Linked DNA regions of Mus musculus: regions 1, 2, 3 and 4 are each linked to region 5. Evidence: chromatin contacts called from public HiChIP or PLAC-seq and promoter capture Hi-C data. All regions are on one chromosome and are shown on one strand. Each heading gives the region's core, a stretch centred on a gene start, on an enhancer-like site or on the middle of the called end of the contact. The rest is flanking DNA. Distances are from core to core; before and after follow the strand shown. Region 1 overlaps Tbk1 (TANK-binding kinase 1). Region 2 overlaps Xpot (exportin, tRNA (nuclear export receptor for tRNAs)). Region 3 has its middle 6.6 kb from the start of Gm46204. Region 4 holds the start of Tbk1 (TANK-binding kinase 1). Region 5 holds the start of Gns (glucosamine (N-acetyl)-6-sulfatase).

Evidence for each region. HiChIP or PLAC-seq counts read pairs in DNA pulled down with a chosen protein or histone mark. Capture Hi-C pulls out chosen DNA fragments and counts their contacts.
Region 1: a contact with region 5 is called in an H3K4me3 HiChIP or PLAC-seq map of bone marrow-derived macrophages, with 2.7 times the contacts expected there. The contact joins the enhancer-like site here to the promoter of Gns in region 5. A contact is called at or near these places in 7 of 39 promoter capture datasets (the C10 cell line, HPC-7-derived erythroid cells, embryonic stem cells and 2 more), 1 of 484 Hi-C or Micro-C datasets (bone marrow-derived macrophages), 5 of 115 datasets of contacts at active chromatin or transcription factors (bone marrow-derived macrophages, embryonic midbrain, extraembryonic endoderm stem cells and 2 more) and 3 of 9 other capture datasets (adipose tissue, liver and pancreatic islet).
Region 2: an H3K4me3 HiChIP or PLAC-seq map of bone marrow-derived macrophages shows a contact between it and region 5, with 2.7 times the contacts expected there. The contact joins the enhancer-like site here to the promoter of Gns in region 5. A contact is called at or near these places in 1 of 39 promoter capture datasets (pre-B cells), 1 of 484 Hi-C or Micro-C datasets (bone marrow-derived macrophages), 4 of 115 datasets of contacts at active chromatin or transcription factors (bone marrow-derived macrophages, microglia, neural progenitor cells and 1 more) and 3 of 9 other capture datasets (adipose tissue, liver and pancreatic islet).
Region 3: a contact with region 5 is called in an H3K4me3 HiChIP or PLAC-seq map of bone marrow-derived macrophages, with 4 times the contacts expected there. The contact joins the enhancer-like site here to the promoter of Gns in region 5. A contact is called at or near these places in 10 of 39 promoter capture datasets (the C10 cell line, the HPC-7 cell line, HPC-7-derived erythroid cells and 5 more), 16 of 484 Hi-C or Micro-C datasets (B cells, CD8 T cells, the N1E-115 cell line and 10 more), 26 of 115 datasets of contacts at active chromatin or transcription factors (the 230-238 cell line, the HPC-7 cell line, astrocytes and 16 more) and 3 of 9 other capture datasets (adipose tissue, liver and pancreatic islet).
Region 4: a contact with region 5 is called in a promoter capture Hi-C map of adipose tissue, with 4 times the contacts expected there. The contact joins the promoter of Tbk1 here to the promoter of Gns in region 5. A contact is called at or near these places in 4 of 39 promoter capture datasets (the C10 cell line, liver and pre-B cells), 5 of 484 Hi-C or Micro-C datasets (CD8 T cells, bone marrow-derived macrophages, muscle stem cells and 2 more), 12 of 115 datasets of contacts at active chromatin or transcription factors (the 230-238 cell line, bone marrow-derived dendritic cells, bone marrow-derived macrophages and 9 more) and 4 of 9 other capture datasets (adipose tissue, liver, macrophages and 1 more).

Annotation. Positions count from the first base shown.
Region 1 is chr10:121,563,299-121,565,998 of GRCm38.p6, reverse strand. Tbk1 (TANK-binding kinase 1) reads left to right here. Exons shown (of 21, transcript NM_019786.4): 8 at 1,894-2,073. Among named protein-coding and RNA genes, the nearest start is that of Tbk1, 22 kb to the left of the region's middle. Within about 2 kb of position 1,363, at least 5 of the 459 cell types and tissues checked have an H3K27ac peak or open chromatin away from gene starts, as enhancers often do. A contact at or near this core is called in bone marrow-derived macrophages, where this site is marked.
Region 2 is chr10:121,602,661-121,605,360 of GRCm38.p6, reverse strand. It overlaps Xpot (exportin, tRNA (nuclear export receptor for tRNAs)), which reads left to right. Exons shown (of 25, transcript NM_001081056.2): 17 at 777-1,015; 18 at 2,047-2,332. Among named protein-coding and RNA genes, the nearest start is that of Gm35816, 4.4 kb to the right of the region's middle. Within about 2 kb of position 1,325, at least 18 of the 459 cell types and tissues checked have an H3K27ac peak or open chromatin away from gene starts, as enhancers often do. A contact at or near this core is called in bone marrow-derived macrophages, where this site is marked.
Region 3 is chr10:121,497,193-121,499,892 of GRCm38.p6, reverse strand. No RefSeq gene overlaps it. Among named protein-coding and RNA genes, the nearest start is that of Gm46204, 6.6 kb to the left of the region's middle. Within about 2 kb of position 1,287, at least 112 of the 459 cell types and tissues checked have an H3K27ac peak or open chromatin away from gene starts, as enhancers often do. A contact at or near this core is called in B cells, the HPC-7 cell line, adipose tissue and 11 more, where this site is marked.
Region 4 is chr10:121,585,483-121,588,182 of GRCm38.p6, reverse strand. Tbk1 (TANK-binding kinase 1) reads left to right here and starts at 1,389. Exons shown (of 21, transcript NM_019786.4): 1 at 1,389-1,488. Xpot (exportin, tRNA (nuclear export receptor for tRNAs)) reads left to right here. Exons shown (of 25, transcript NM_001081056.2): 25 at 1-803.
Region 5 is chr10:121,363,702-121,366,401 of GRCm38.p6, reverse strand. Gns (glucosamine (N-acetyl)-6-sulfatase) reads right to left here and starts at 1,312. Exons shown (of 14, transcript NM_029364.4): 1 at 1,044-1,312. The coding sequence starts at 1,211.

The sequences.
Region 1 (2,700 bases), core at 114-2,613, 200 kb before region 5:
GGCAAGGTCTTGCTGTTTAGCCCAGGCTAGCCTTGAACTCAGTATGTAACCCAGACTGATAATTCTCCTGGCTCTGTCCGCCATGTGCTGGGGTGACAGGCGTGGGCATCGCTGCTGACTTTCTAGTGTAGCTTTGTTTTGATTAAGTCGAACCATGGGATAGTGTGCACTGGTGTGACGTAAACACGCTGAGGACACAGGGCATGTTGTCTTCAGATTGCTCTTCCCAGTGGAGGAATCGACCTTCATACTGATGTTTGTACTGATGGACCACAAATAGTGGTATAATAGGAGTAAGTTTTTAAAAATTGGACTTAGAAAAAATAACATTTGTTTTATTCAAAGAATACAAAATAAGCATTTCTAGGCCCGGCACAGTGGCTGGAATTTTTAATCCCATGGGAGGCAGAAGTAGGAGGGTCTCTCTGAGTTCAAGACCAGAACTCTAAGAGTTATATTGCCAGATAATCACAAAGAATTGATTAATAGCAAATTAAAAGTAGCAGGGCATGGTGGTAACACACCTATAATCTCAGCACTCAGGAAGCAGAAGCAGATGGAGCAGCACAAGTTCAAGGCTAGCCTGTGGGGACGCGGTTCTAGGATAGCCAGAGCTCCATCAAGACCCTGACTCAAAAGCAAACTAAAAAGCCAGGTGGGAGTTCATGCCTGTAATACCATTATTTGGGAGACAGAGGCAGGAAGATCACCATGGGTTTAAGGCCAGCCTGGGCTACCTAATGGGTTTCAGGATAGCCTAAAGAACAGAATGAGACCCTGTCTCGATCTCCCTCTTACCCTCCCCCAAGGGAAGAAAAAAGTAATTGCAACACGACCCTAAGTTTTCTTTTTTTCTTTTTTAGAAAATATTTTTTGAAGTAAACTCATGTTGTGTAAGTGGATTTGCCACAAGAGGTGTGTCATGTGGAGAGCAGACTTTGCGGCTACAGTGCTTTGTTGGTTGTGTTATATTTGAATTAAGAAGTGTTGCCCTTGGGGACCTGGGGAACCTGGTAGCGTGTAACAGGCTTGGGCAGGGGCCTGTGCTAATTAACTGCTGTATTATTGAGGCAGTGGTTGCACGGTGAGCTGCAGACACGGCTGAGTTCTAGAAACATATTCTACCACTGCTTTTAGCATAGAAATCTTTCATCAAAATTACTAGATTTCAATGGTGCTTTCTGTGATTTTTGTTTGTGTTAAATAGTAAAATTTTAAGTCAAGTGAACAGTGAAAACTACTGATCAGAATGTAGTGACCGGAGAAAGAAAAGAGCGAGTTAGCCGTCCTCTGTCCTGTGTGCCACTCAAGGCTGGATAGCCAGCCACAGGGAGGAGCCGAGCCTTCTGGGAAGTCGGCATCGGAAATGCTGCAGAGTCATGATACCATAAATAGAAAAGTCCACACATCTCCACACGTGCAACCAGGATGTGGACTCTGAAAAGACTGAAACCCTTCAAGCCATGTGTATTACGAATATGTGAAACAAATTATGCATTTGGACCTGGATCCAATCCCCTGATAATTTCATAGGTACAAATACCCCAAAATCTTTGAAAGAATCTAAAGCTCAAAGATAAAGGATATGCAGGCTATAAAAATAATAGCAAATTGTCTTAGTGTTTTATTGCTGTGAAGAGCTACCGTGACCAAGGCAACTCTTATAAAAGAAAGCCTTAGGTGTTGGGGGCTTGCAGTTACAGGGAGAGAAAGAGAAGGTAAACCCTCTCATAACGCCGGTCCATGGTGACCAAGTCTTCAGGTCGCTGAGCCTGCGGGGGCCGTTCCTGTCCCCACCACCGCACGACTCCTTGGATTTGTGTTTTCTTTGTAGATGTGGCTTTGTCACACAATGATATTCTCTCTTCAGTAATTTTTTAAATACTATTTTAGGGGTCTTCAGGCACTGCTTACCCCAGTTCTTGCAAACATACTTGAAGCTGATCAGGAGAAGTGCTGGGGTTTTGACCAGTTCTTTGCAGAGACCAGTGATGTGCTTCACCGAATGGTGATCCATGTCTTCTCGCTACAACACATGACGGCGCATAAGATTTACATTCACAGCTATAACACGTAAGTGGCTCTGCGTTCCTGTCCTGACCGTGATTGTGTAGTGTAGTAATCTATGCTTGCGTAATGTAATAAACATCTCCTAAACCAGGAAAACAAATAGATAAGAATGCCTTAGCTTCACAAATAGCATGTCTCATTAGTAAAACTAAGTTCAAGTACTCAGTAAAGCCCTGATCCTTATTGGAAATAAAAAGGATTAATTTTCTTAAATGCATAAGTTACTTTGTACTGAAACTGCAAGTTTGAGGGAGCTGACTCTATGACTTATTTCAGTGCCGTGTATTGATAAAAATGACCTGTTTTATTGAAGGGATGGCCTAAGTCGTAAATACAGTGGAGTTCTAAATCTAGTTTAGTCTTATTTGTATAGTTAGCATAAGACACCTTAGGGATATTAAAGAAATATTCACCATTTGTTTTGCATAAATGAAAGCATACCATGGGATTTCCTTACCTCTCATGTCATAAGGCTGAGTATGACTAAGGGTCATCTACAGGTAAATCCAGGGAAAGGGTTTGAGGATTGTATCAAAGTAAATATATTTAGTGGTGACAGTTTACTATATGGCAAGGTGCTATCCCTGAGGGAAACGGGGTGGAGGGGCCAGGCACCTGCCAGCATTATCT
Region 2 (2,700 bases), core at 76-2,575, 240 kb before region 5:
TCCTTCCAGTATCTGAAAGGATTTATTTACGTTGAGATGGCTTATAAGTAAGTACATTTTGATTTACGTGTGTTTTTGATTTTTAGTCATATATGCATGTGTGTTTTGTCTGCCTGCATGTGTAGCTGTGCATCACGTGTGTACAGTACCTCTGTGGGCTGGGAGAGGGCGCTGGCGTCCCCAGGCCTGCGGTTACAGATGGTGATGGTGCTGTGCTGCTTGCCTCGCAGTTGCTGGGAGTGGCAGCCCATCCCCTGCAACAGCAGCCAGGGTTCTTTGTGCTGAGTCACCACCTACACTGTTGTGTTGCAAGCAAGATAGCAGCATTCATTTAATGGAATTCTTCACTCTCGTTGCCCAGTTCATGCCAGCTTTTCTCAGCAGTTTGCTGACCCTTGAGGCATCCAAACAGCCATATTGTATCGGGCAGTAACAGTTATCTTAGGAACCTCTGCAGAGTTGGTCAGGACTAAAGTTTAGTTCATTGATCTGCTTGCTCGCTCAAGTACAAGGCTAGGGCTTATCTTAGCGCCTCGGGCATGAGGACACAGGGTACCAGGAAGTAATACCCTTTGCCCAGCACAAGAGTTAGAACTAGGAGACTTTAACCTCTGCTTCCATTTTCAGTCTGGGATTGTGGCAGAAATTCCGTTCTTGTATGAGTACTTGATGTAAGAGCCAATGTGGTAGAGTGTATTTCCTGTCTCTCATGCTTGATTAAATTAAAGGAGAGGCACTAAAACCTAATTTTCAGTTATGACCAAACTTCCTTGTAGGAGAACGGATACCAGTCCTTGCTGAGTAGCGACGATCAGCTCTTCATTTACGAAACGGCCGGGGCGCTGATTGTTAACAGTGAATACCCCGCAGAAAATAAGCAGGCCTTAATGAAGGACCTCCTGACACCACTGATGGAGAGGTTCAAGGTTCTGTTGGAAAAGCTGATGATGGCGCAGGATGAAGAGAGACAAGCATCTCTTGCAGACAGTCTCAACCACGCAGTGGGATTCGCCAGGTGAGCCCAGGTGCAGCTGAGATTGTACGGCTGTGTGTCTGCACAGCAAAAGATGTGCATCCGTGTAGGCAGGACCTCTAGTGCGGGTCTTTCTGACATGGACACACTCAACTGTTTGCAAAGCCAAGTCAGTTACTCAGAGGGTTGTATAGCCCTGTGTCTCTCCAGTAAGTCAGAAGTGCAGCGGCAGAGAGCACAGAGCCTTGCTAGCTGCGAGTTCGTCATGCAGGCTCTCCAGATCCTCTGTACTCTGGGGCCGAGTCCTTAGTGTGAGTCGGTCTTGTGTCTCAGGAGGCGAGCCAAAGCGTCTTGTGTCCCAGCAGCCACTGTGACATTGGGCTTTAACATTGGCCTTCAGGAGGTGTCCTGACGCTCGCTCCGTAGTGTTAGCGTGTCTCAAAGGCCCAAGCCCACCTTTACTACTCTCCCTACATTTTTTTATTAGCAGCATGGAGATTGAAGTGATTGCTGAGTTATCCTGGGAGGTTGTTGTACACTGTAAAGTGCAGCAGGAGAGCCAGGCCTCGGGAGATAGGAGGAACTTACTTGGCTGTGAGTGTCATTAGGTTGTTTTTAACTTTCATGAGTAGCACACACAGATTGCCTAATGGCTTAGTCACACTAAGTACATTTTTTTTTCTTGCAGACTTGATGTCAGGATTTTTAAAAAGCATATGAAAAGAATAGACTCAGCTTATGTTTAACTGCATCCTGTTTGCTTAACTTAACTTGACGTTTTGTTCTGTAATGACAATCTGGAAGCCGTCATTTTCACATAACTGTTAACTAAGGATGGACTTGAGTCTCATGTAGGAAGCCATTGGTTTCCTGCTGTTAGGCCTTTTTTGTTTGTTTGTTTGTTTGTTTTTCAAGACAGGGTTTCTCTGTATAGCCCTGGCTTTCCTGGAACTCACTTTGTAGACCAGGCTGGCCTCGAACTCAGAAATCTGCCTGCCTTTGCCTCCTAAGGGCTTTTTTTTTTTTTTTTAAGACTAACACTAAACTGGGTTGCCTGGTTTTTGGTCACGCAGTCGAACCAGCAAGGCCTTCAGCAACAAGCAGACTGTGAAACAGTGCGGCTGCTCCCAGGTCTACCTGGACTGCTTACAGACCTTCCTGCCAGCCCTCAGCTGCCCCTTGCAAAAGGACGTCCTCCGAAGTGGTGTGCGGACCTTCCTCCATCGGATGATCATCTGCCTCGAGGAGGAGGTGCTCCCGTTCATCCCGTCGGCCTCGGAGCACATGCTCAAGGACTGTGAGGCGAAAGACCTCCAGGAGTTCATCCCACTCATCAACCAGATCACGGCCAAGTTCAAGGTACCGCAGTGCTCAACGGGCTGTGGGGCACCAGGACTCCCGACTCAATTAACCTTTGGTCACCTTTGACTGTGACCACTTGTTACTTCTCAAATCGTTCTTTCTTCTTTCATTTTTAACCTCATTAGAGCGTGTATGTGGATGCCGGGGTGCGGAGGTCAGAGTTGAGCTCTGTGGACTCGGTTCTCTCCTCGTCCTTGCGTGGGTTCTGGGGATTGGTCTCGGGTCACCAGGCTTAAACAGTATGTGTGTCAGCCTACTGAGACAGCGAGAATTATAAGATGCAAGTCGAACTTGTTAAGATTACTTTAGCGCGTGTAATGTTCTGTCTGAACGCCTGCCTGTGCGCCATGTGTGTGCGTGTCTGG
Region 3 (2,700 bases), core at 38-2,537, 130 kb before region 5:
GCTTGTGAGAATTAGACAGGAAAGGACAGGTGAGCTGGTGAGTTCCTGCTTATTTGCAACTTGTATCTTTTTTAAAAATTTTTTTGTTTGTTTGTTTATTTTTAAAAAATTACGCTGGGCCGGGCGTGGTGGCGCATGCCTTTAATCCCAGCACTCGGGAGGCAGAGGCAGGCGGATTTCTGAGTTCAAGGCCAGCCTGGTCTACAAAGTGAGTTCCAGGACAGCCAGGGCTATACAGAGAAACCCTGTCTCAAAAAACCAAAAAAAAGAAAAGAAAAAAGAAAGTATAGCCTGAATGAAGGAGGAGGGAGGAGGGAGGAGGGAGAGGGAGAGGGAGAGGGAGAGGGAGAGGGAGAGGGAGAGGGAGAGGGAGGAGGGAGAGGGAGGAGGGAGAGGGAGGAGGGAGAGGGAGAGATACTTTAAAAATGAGGTAGAAGGAGAGAATTGAATCCAGAGAGGGTGCCCTGATAATCACCAAACACATACACACACTAAACACAATTAAAATTAAAGAGGCCAACCTGGGCTACAGATTTAGTCCTTGTCTCAAAACAAAACATCTGAAATGGTTTCCCCCACGACACCTCCAAGCTGTCTGAGGAGTCTGCCACCTGCACACTTCTCTATGGAGGAATCAGGTGTTCAGTGACACTGGCTCCTGGCTTCTGAGGGCTTCAGGATATATAAAAGACTTAGTCTTTAGAACCCACCGTTCTGACTCATCTCTGCTGTCATTCCCTATGGCTCTGGTCAGTTCACTGGCACACTTAGTTTTTTGCTCTTCATATGGAAAGACTGCAAGTGTGCAGAGATTTGAGGCTTGCAAGGATGGGGGTGGAGGATGGGGGCGGGGATGGGGGAGGGGATGGGGCGGGGATGGGGGAGGGGAGGGGGCGGGGATGGGGGAGGGGATGGGGGCGGGGATGGGGGAGGGGATGGGGGAGGGGGTGTGTGTGGTTTGGGTTGGTTTGATTCTGGAGACTGAACTCCACTGAACCCCACCCTTTCCTGTAGAAGCTCTTGAGCAATCCTTACAAAACAAGCTGGTGTCCACTCTGGAGAGATGCCCTCACCCAGCCCCCACCTGCTTCTACTCAAGGCGACAGACAGGAAGAATCCAAGGAAGCTGTTATACAGCTTTAAAATACTGAACCTTTGTTCCCAAGGAGGGATGCCTGGTCCACCTGCTGGCACAGTGAATACAGCCGCTTTGTTTGTGCCCTTTCTGGACTCTTGACGCAGCCTTTGCTCAAGTGTTCTGAGTCCGGTAGAACCGGATCTATGCTTTACATAACACCAGTACACCGTCATTGTGACTTTTGCTGGTCACCAGACCCACAGCACGGTCTCTTACCTACCCTGCCCTCCAGCAAATCCCGGATCCTGGCAATAGAGTCCCTTGACTTTCTGTCCCTAAGCTGGTCTACTTCCTGTTTCTTTTCAATACCCGCTGGAAACCTTATTTTATGTGGCACACACGGTGGGGTTTTCTGGGCTATCAGCTTCCTATCGATTCCTATTTTAATGTTTGCCAGCCGGTGCTCCAGGCACTTGTGTGGCTTCAATGTGACTGCATAGTTCCTTTCCAGAAAGAGTGTCACCAACTAAAACCCTATGTCCAGGTAGCTCACAGCGGATTCTGGCCTTGAGCTCTGCCGGCTGTGTGGTAACACAAACCATCTGTGCAACAACAATGAGCGCCTCAGATCTCTTGGGCACTTCCTTCCTCTGATTATGAATCCCAGCAGAACTCAGTGAGAAGCCGCCGGGCAGAGCAGGCTTGGGTGCCAGTTTGGCTACCACAGTGTAGCTCTACATAGAGAAACCCCACTTCCTGTAACAGTTCTTTCCCCGGCTTCTAACAAACCTTGAACTTTCCATGATTTTGATCTCTGCTTTCCCCCAGAGGGCTTAGAGAGAAAGCTTCCATTTATGGAACCAGAGTCAGGCAAAATTACGAGGTTAAATTTCTCCTGGGTCCCTTATAGCTCTCATTTTCTCATTTTCTTGGCCTTGCCTCCCACTTTTTATGCTCCCAGAAGTGTTTGCTCCAGAAACCCCCCACCCACTCTGGTCACAAGATAGACAGACAGATGGACAGACAGACAGACAGACAGTCAGGACAGGACAGGACAACAATGTATATGCTAGGTTTTAGAGTAGTACATGCCTAGTGCACGTGAAACCCTAGGGTGAATCCCCAGAACTACCTAAACCAGGTGTGGTGACACTCACCTATAATCCCAGCATTTAGGAGGTGAAGGTCTCAGGTGTGGTGACACTCACCTATAATCCCAGCATTTAGGAGGTGAAGGTCTCAGGTGTGGTGACACTCACCTATAATCCTGACATTTAGGAGGTGAAGGTCAGACGAGAAGTTCAAAGTCATTCCGACTATGTAGCTGGAGGCCAGTGAGTACCACACACAAAGCTGGCTCAATCCAAGCCAAGGCTTGTGTGATCGCTCAGCAGATAAAGGCGTTTGCCGTAGCACCCCGATGTCTGGAGTATGATCCTTGGAACCCAATTAATGATGGAAAGAGAGACATGACCTCCATCCTCTGACTGACACAGGTACAAGGTGACATGGTGGAAAAGAACATTAAACCCGCAGTAATGATAAATAGAATAATTTAGGAAAAAGAGAAAGTCAATGTTCAATTTTTAAATTTTTGTTTATTTTTATTTCCTGAATATGGG
Region 4 (2,700 bases), core at 140-2,639, 220 kb before region 5:
GTATAACGAGGACTCTGGATCCAGATTTAAGTAGATTCAAACACCACTTAACACCAGTAACCGATTTTAGGACCTTGAGCAAGTTAAATAACTTCTTCCTGCCTTGGTTTCCCCGTCAGAAATGGGGAACAGTGGTAGCTACCTCATAACTTGTAAAGAATCCAATGAATTAAAACACAGGTCTCAGTATTAGCTTGTATTACTGTACTATCGAGTCCATACACGGCTCTCTAAAGCCCTACAGAGGGTTCATGTGTTTAGACCTGAGAAATCAGGACATGGAAATCAGAGCATATACATAAGGAACTTAATTTTAATGTAATCATGTCTAATGATCCTCATCTTCATTCCTTGAGATTACCCAAGTACCGTCATGACCAAGAAGCCTTTCCGTCATTGAGTACCTGATTTTTAAAAGCAAGCACCCAAATAATTCTCTCTAGGGAATCTCATTTGTTACAGGTGAGAAGACAGAGGGTTTTATGGTGCCTGAGTTAGTCCTGTGCCTAACCAGTGGAGTTTCCGTCTCTGTGCTTGCTAATAGTTTCACAAGTGGCTTGACTTTTTTAGAAGTATTATGTGGTATTTTACTGTGTATCACTTCTGTGGTAAACATGTGAAGTCCTTTGGCTTAGTCATACTTCATAACTTTTGAACGTTGGGTTTTTTGTTGGAAGAAACTTGGATGAATCTGTCATGTCATTAACAGAACTGAAATATTCTATTGTAAGACGTGCATTTGCGGTTAGAATGGTCTTGTTGCCTAAACTGTCTAAAATTCTAATAAAATAACTTTCTAAGAAGTCATTGGAGTGGGCCTTTTAAAATCTCCATTTTGAGTTTGATGAAAACGGATTAGAAGTGGGCAGAGATTCAGCTTCAGCCCCCTGTTTCAGTCAACGCCTCTGCCAGCCCTTAACCACTCCCGGCTCCCGTCCTCGGAGATCTGCTCGCCCTCGGTCTGGAGGGTGCCTTAGGTAGAAAGAGGAATTTGGTGCATCGTGCTTCCTTGGAAGCAAATCCTTGTAAGGAATGCCTGCTTGAGCAGGACCTGATCATACAGCAGTTTACCTCTTAAGTTGTCAAGTTCAAGTCTCCAGTGTTACCATTTTCAAAAACAGAAACTGAAAGCGACTTAAAGAGTACTGATGGCATGAACGGATACTTGCTTCACGCAGCAGCCAAGCGACGTTGAAACACAAACCCGCCCCATCTACTCTGCGAAAGCGATCGGCGGCCAGCCCGCTGTCCACGGGTGGCCGTGGGCGTCACCTCCTTGCCGCACGCCGGCCGCCCCGCACTCCCTTAGCTCCTCCCGCCCGCACTGGAGACTGCAGCCCAGCGAGCTCGGCCGCCGCGGAGTACGCACGCGCAGGCGCGCCCCGCACTCGGTCACGTGCTCCGTGGCCCGGGCTGGCGAAGCCGGAAGTAGCCTGGGGCGCGAGAAGGCCCGGGAGCCGCGGGCTGTACGCGGCGGACACTCGCGGGGTAAGAGGGGCGGGCGGAGGCCGGTGGGGGCGGACGGGGCCGGAGGGGCCGGGCGGGGGCGCGCCCAGGGGTCGGGGAGGCGGCGTGCTGAGTCAGCGCGGGGCCGCGGCCCCGGGAGCCCCGCAGCCTCGCGCTCGCCCGGGATGGGCCCTGGCGGCCGCCCGGGCACCGGGGCTGCCCTGGCCGGAGTTGACTCGCCGCTCCCACCCTTGGTCCAGCTGCCGCCGCCGGCAGTTTTTAGACGGACTGGCGTTCCCGAGGGTTGACTCACCCGAGGATACCGGCACCAGACGTTTTTAATGTACACAGCGAAATGCAAACCCCCCTGTCTTCTCGTTCCTCCCCGACCTGCTGGATTTATTTCCCGGATCCATTCCCCTGGTGTTTTCTGTCAGGCGTCCCAAGACGGATTCTCCCCCGAGAACTGTCAAAACCCGACCTTTCCCATTCCGGGACCTCTGCTATCTACGGAGTAAATGGGTGACATAGAGGGAGAGTTGGGAAATCCTGGAACTTTTGTCCCTACACCATGTCACCAGACCTGTTTTATCCTCGGTAACTTTCGCTTTAAGCAATCAAAGGAAGTAGACTGCCTACAGAATCACAGATAACTTACTTGTTGAATGCCAGATAATACACTTGTCAGGATTTGGGGAGATTTACATAGCAAGCATCCGTTGGGTGTGCTGAGTCATGTTTTAGTCCCGAGGGGGTTCCTGGAAAAGTTTCAGACCATTACTATTGCGGACCCATCTTTTTATATTGGTATAGAGAGAGAGCTTATCTTATATATCTTAGCTGATAAATATGTTTTCAGCTACCCACTAGAGACATATGCGCACTTGGTGATGAATCTGTCCTTTACAGTTATTTAACAGCAGTGCAGCATCAATTAGGGAAGGTTTCCCGTTACATATTTGGGTTTATCGCCCCTTGAATGGAGCGTACGTAGTTAAGTGGTAAGTGCATTTGTTGTTTTCGAAAAGGGTTCCTTTTTTGCTTACTTCAAATAGACAGATGGCTGTACAATTTCTTATCTAAATTACATAGGTGATAAAATTCTAAGTATAAGTACTGTGTAAGAGATTGTCGAACCTTGGACTCTTGGGCATTTCCCAGGACCCTAACTTGGAAGATCAGAGTTCTAGCTTACTGGAAATGGACTTGCTATCTGACCTCACAACAGTCTTAAAGGAGTCTGATCTGTCTGGT
Region 5 (2,700 bases), core at 63-2,562:
CATCCTTATGGCTCAGGGGATACCACAACAGCAACAAGGCGATGAATGGGATCTATGTAGATATAGAGAAGGGCCAAGGGGATTGGTAACAGAACACCATCTAGAAAAAGACAGTTCGCGGAAGGCAAAGTGTTACTGCCCAGCCCAGAAATACACAGGCTCTGCTAACCATTATCACATGTGACACGTGGAAAACCAAAATGTTGGCTCACTAGACTCATTTCACAACTCACTGATCAGCTGGGACCAGCAACTTGAAGGACATTGAGCCAGGGTTAATGACCACACAGGAAAAAGTAGGACCCTCCTGCTTAGAGGTTTCACAGCTACCGCAATCAGCTGAAAGCAGAAGGAGAACCGAAAGAGGGAGAGAGTCTCGACTTGTTTCTTTTTCCTTTTTAGTGAGAGCAATGCTGACCCAGGACGGAATACCATTGGAGGGTTGGTCCTAATCTGCCTCCTCCCGCTCAGTGCTTTGGGCAAATCCCTAGAGCACCAATGGATGGAGATTGGCGTTCATGTTCCCAAAGGTCAAATTCCGGAACCTCGAAAGAGCAGAAGTGACTGGGAAGGAAATGCAGTCTTCATGACTAACACCCATTAGACCTAAATTGGAGCCCTGACAGTAATGCCTCAGCCAACTGTTCGATTAGGCCAATTGATTTTGGTTTTGATGCTTCTTAAGCAAAAACACTCTCTGTCAATAACAGCTCGACAGCCTACAAACCCACTTTTATAGCCACCACAGAAGCACGGATGCCGACGTCCCAGGTCCTCCGTGAAGAGGGCTGACGTGGCCTCGGATCTCCCTAATCAATCACTGGCCTCCACAGGTTTGCCCTGAGCGGCGAGTGTCCACTGCAGCAGTAAGGTCCAGGCTGGAGGCACCGTGCGCACGGTGCGAGCCTGTGGGTGAGCTCGGGGGAGGAAGCCGGGTCCCATGACTCGTCCAAGCTCCCGGAGGGCCCGGAGTGACCGCGCACAGCCACCCACGGCCAAGCGGCCCAGCAAAGGGGCAAGGGGAGGGCGTGGACACGAGTTACCATGCCGCCGAGCTCCGCGTCCTGGTCGTCGGTGAGCAGCAGCAGCACGTTGGGCCTGCGAGCCGCCCCCACGAGCCCCAGGCAGCCTCCCAGCAGCGGCAGCAGCAGCAGCGCCGGCAGGCGGCGGGGACGGCCCGGCCGGGGCCCGGCTGCCGAAGGGAGCCGCATGGCGGCCAAGCTCCGCGGGGGAACCGAGAGCTGCGGAGAGACGCCGGTGAGCGCAGGAGACGGGGTCAGGCTTTCTCTCCCTAGGCGAGATCACGTGAGGCGGGGCAGGGGGCGGGGCGCGTCGTCACGTGACGGGCGGCCGTGGGCGGGGCCTGGGGAGCGGCGGAGAGCCCGGGCGCTGGGCAGGGCTGGACAGAGCTAGGACCGCGCGGAGCCTGGCCTCGCCACTGGTTAGGCCTGCTCCTGATGCTGCAGGAGGAAGGACAGAGCACCGGAGATGAAGACAGGAGTCAGTCCGCTCATCTTCCCTCCAGAGTGAAGCAGCGCACGTGCTGTGAACACAAGATCAGCTGCTGGTTAAAGTCCCGGCCAGTCCTGGGGTTAATGGACAGCTCTGCCTGTGTCCTTTGACTTTTCACCTGTCGAGGTGAAGTTCTCATTTGGCTCAGCTGTTGTTATTCCACTTTCCTCGGCTGGCATGTACTTTCAAACAATTTAGGAACGTCTTTACGACGCTAGGAGCTCTGGTCAACGTTTCAAGTTTTAATCACACTTTAATTTACATTTATTTTTGTGGGTTTTGCGTGCTCACGCACCTTCCGCGGCACGTGTGTGGAGGTCGGAGGGCATCTTGCGGGCGTCAGTGCTTTCTTTCTGTGGAGTGAGTGCAGGGGATCTAACTCAGGCCCTCAGGCTTGGCGGCAGGTGCCTTGGCATCTTGGCCAGTCCTACTTGGTGAGTTTTTGCAAGCCTTCTTGGAAACTTAGAAGTGCATGGCTCAGTGGTTACGAGTACTAACTGCTGCTCTTCCAGAGGTCCTGAGTTCAAATCCCAGCAACCACATGGTGGCTCACAACCATCTGTAATGACATCCGATGCCCTCTTCTGCTGTGTCTGAGGACAGCTACAGTGTACTTATAATAAATAAATAAATAAATAAATAAATAAATCTTAAAAAAGAAAAGAAGTGCACGACCAGTAGCAACACATCCTTTGTTGAATGAAACCTCAAAAAATATTTTAAGTTAGCTAAAAAGTTAAGTTGCTGTTAGGGATTCCTGCGAGGTCAATGCACGATATACCAAGTGAGCACTGTTCTATGCAGAACAAAAGAAGGTACAGCCATTTGCCAGTTGATTGTGTGTTGGACTCACACCTTTGCGATTTCTTTTTAAAAGATTTATGTGCATGAGTGTCTGTCTGCATGCATGTATGTGTACTATGCTTGCCTAGTTCCTGGGGAAGTCAACGAGAGCGTCTGACCCTTGGGACTGGAGTTACAAATGGTTGTGAGGCACCACGAGGGTTCCTGGGAGTTGACATGGGTCCTCTGCAAGAGTACCATGTGCTCTTAACCACTGAGACATCTGTCAGACAACTGGACACAGAACCTTCGAAAAGTATTTTTCTTTTTTTTATTTTACATCTAAAAATAAAGCAGATAGTTTATAATAACATACAGTATTGTACAATTAATATAATATACAAT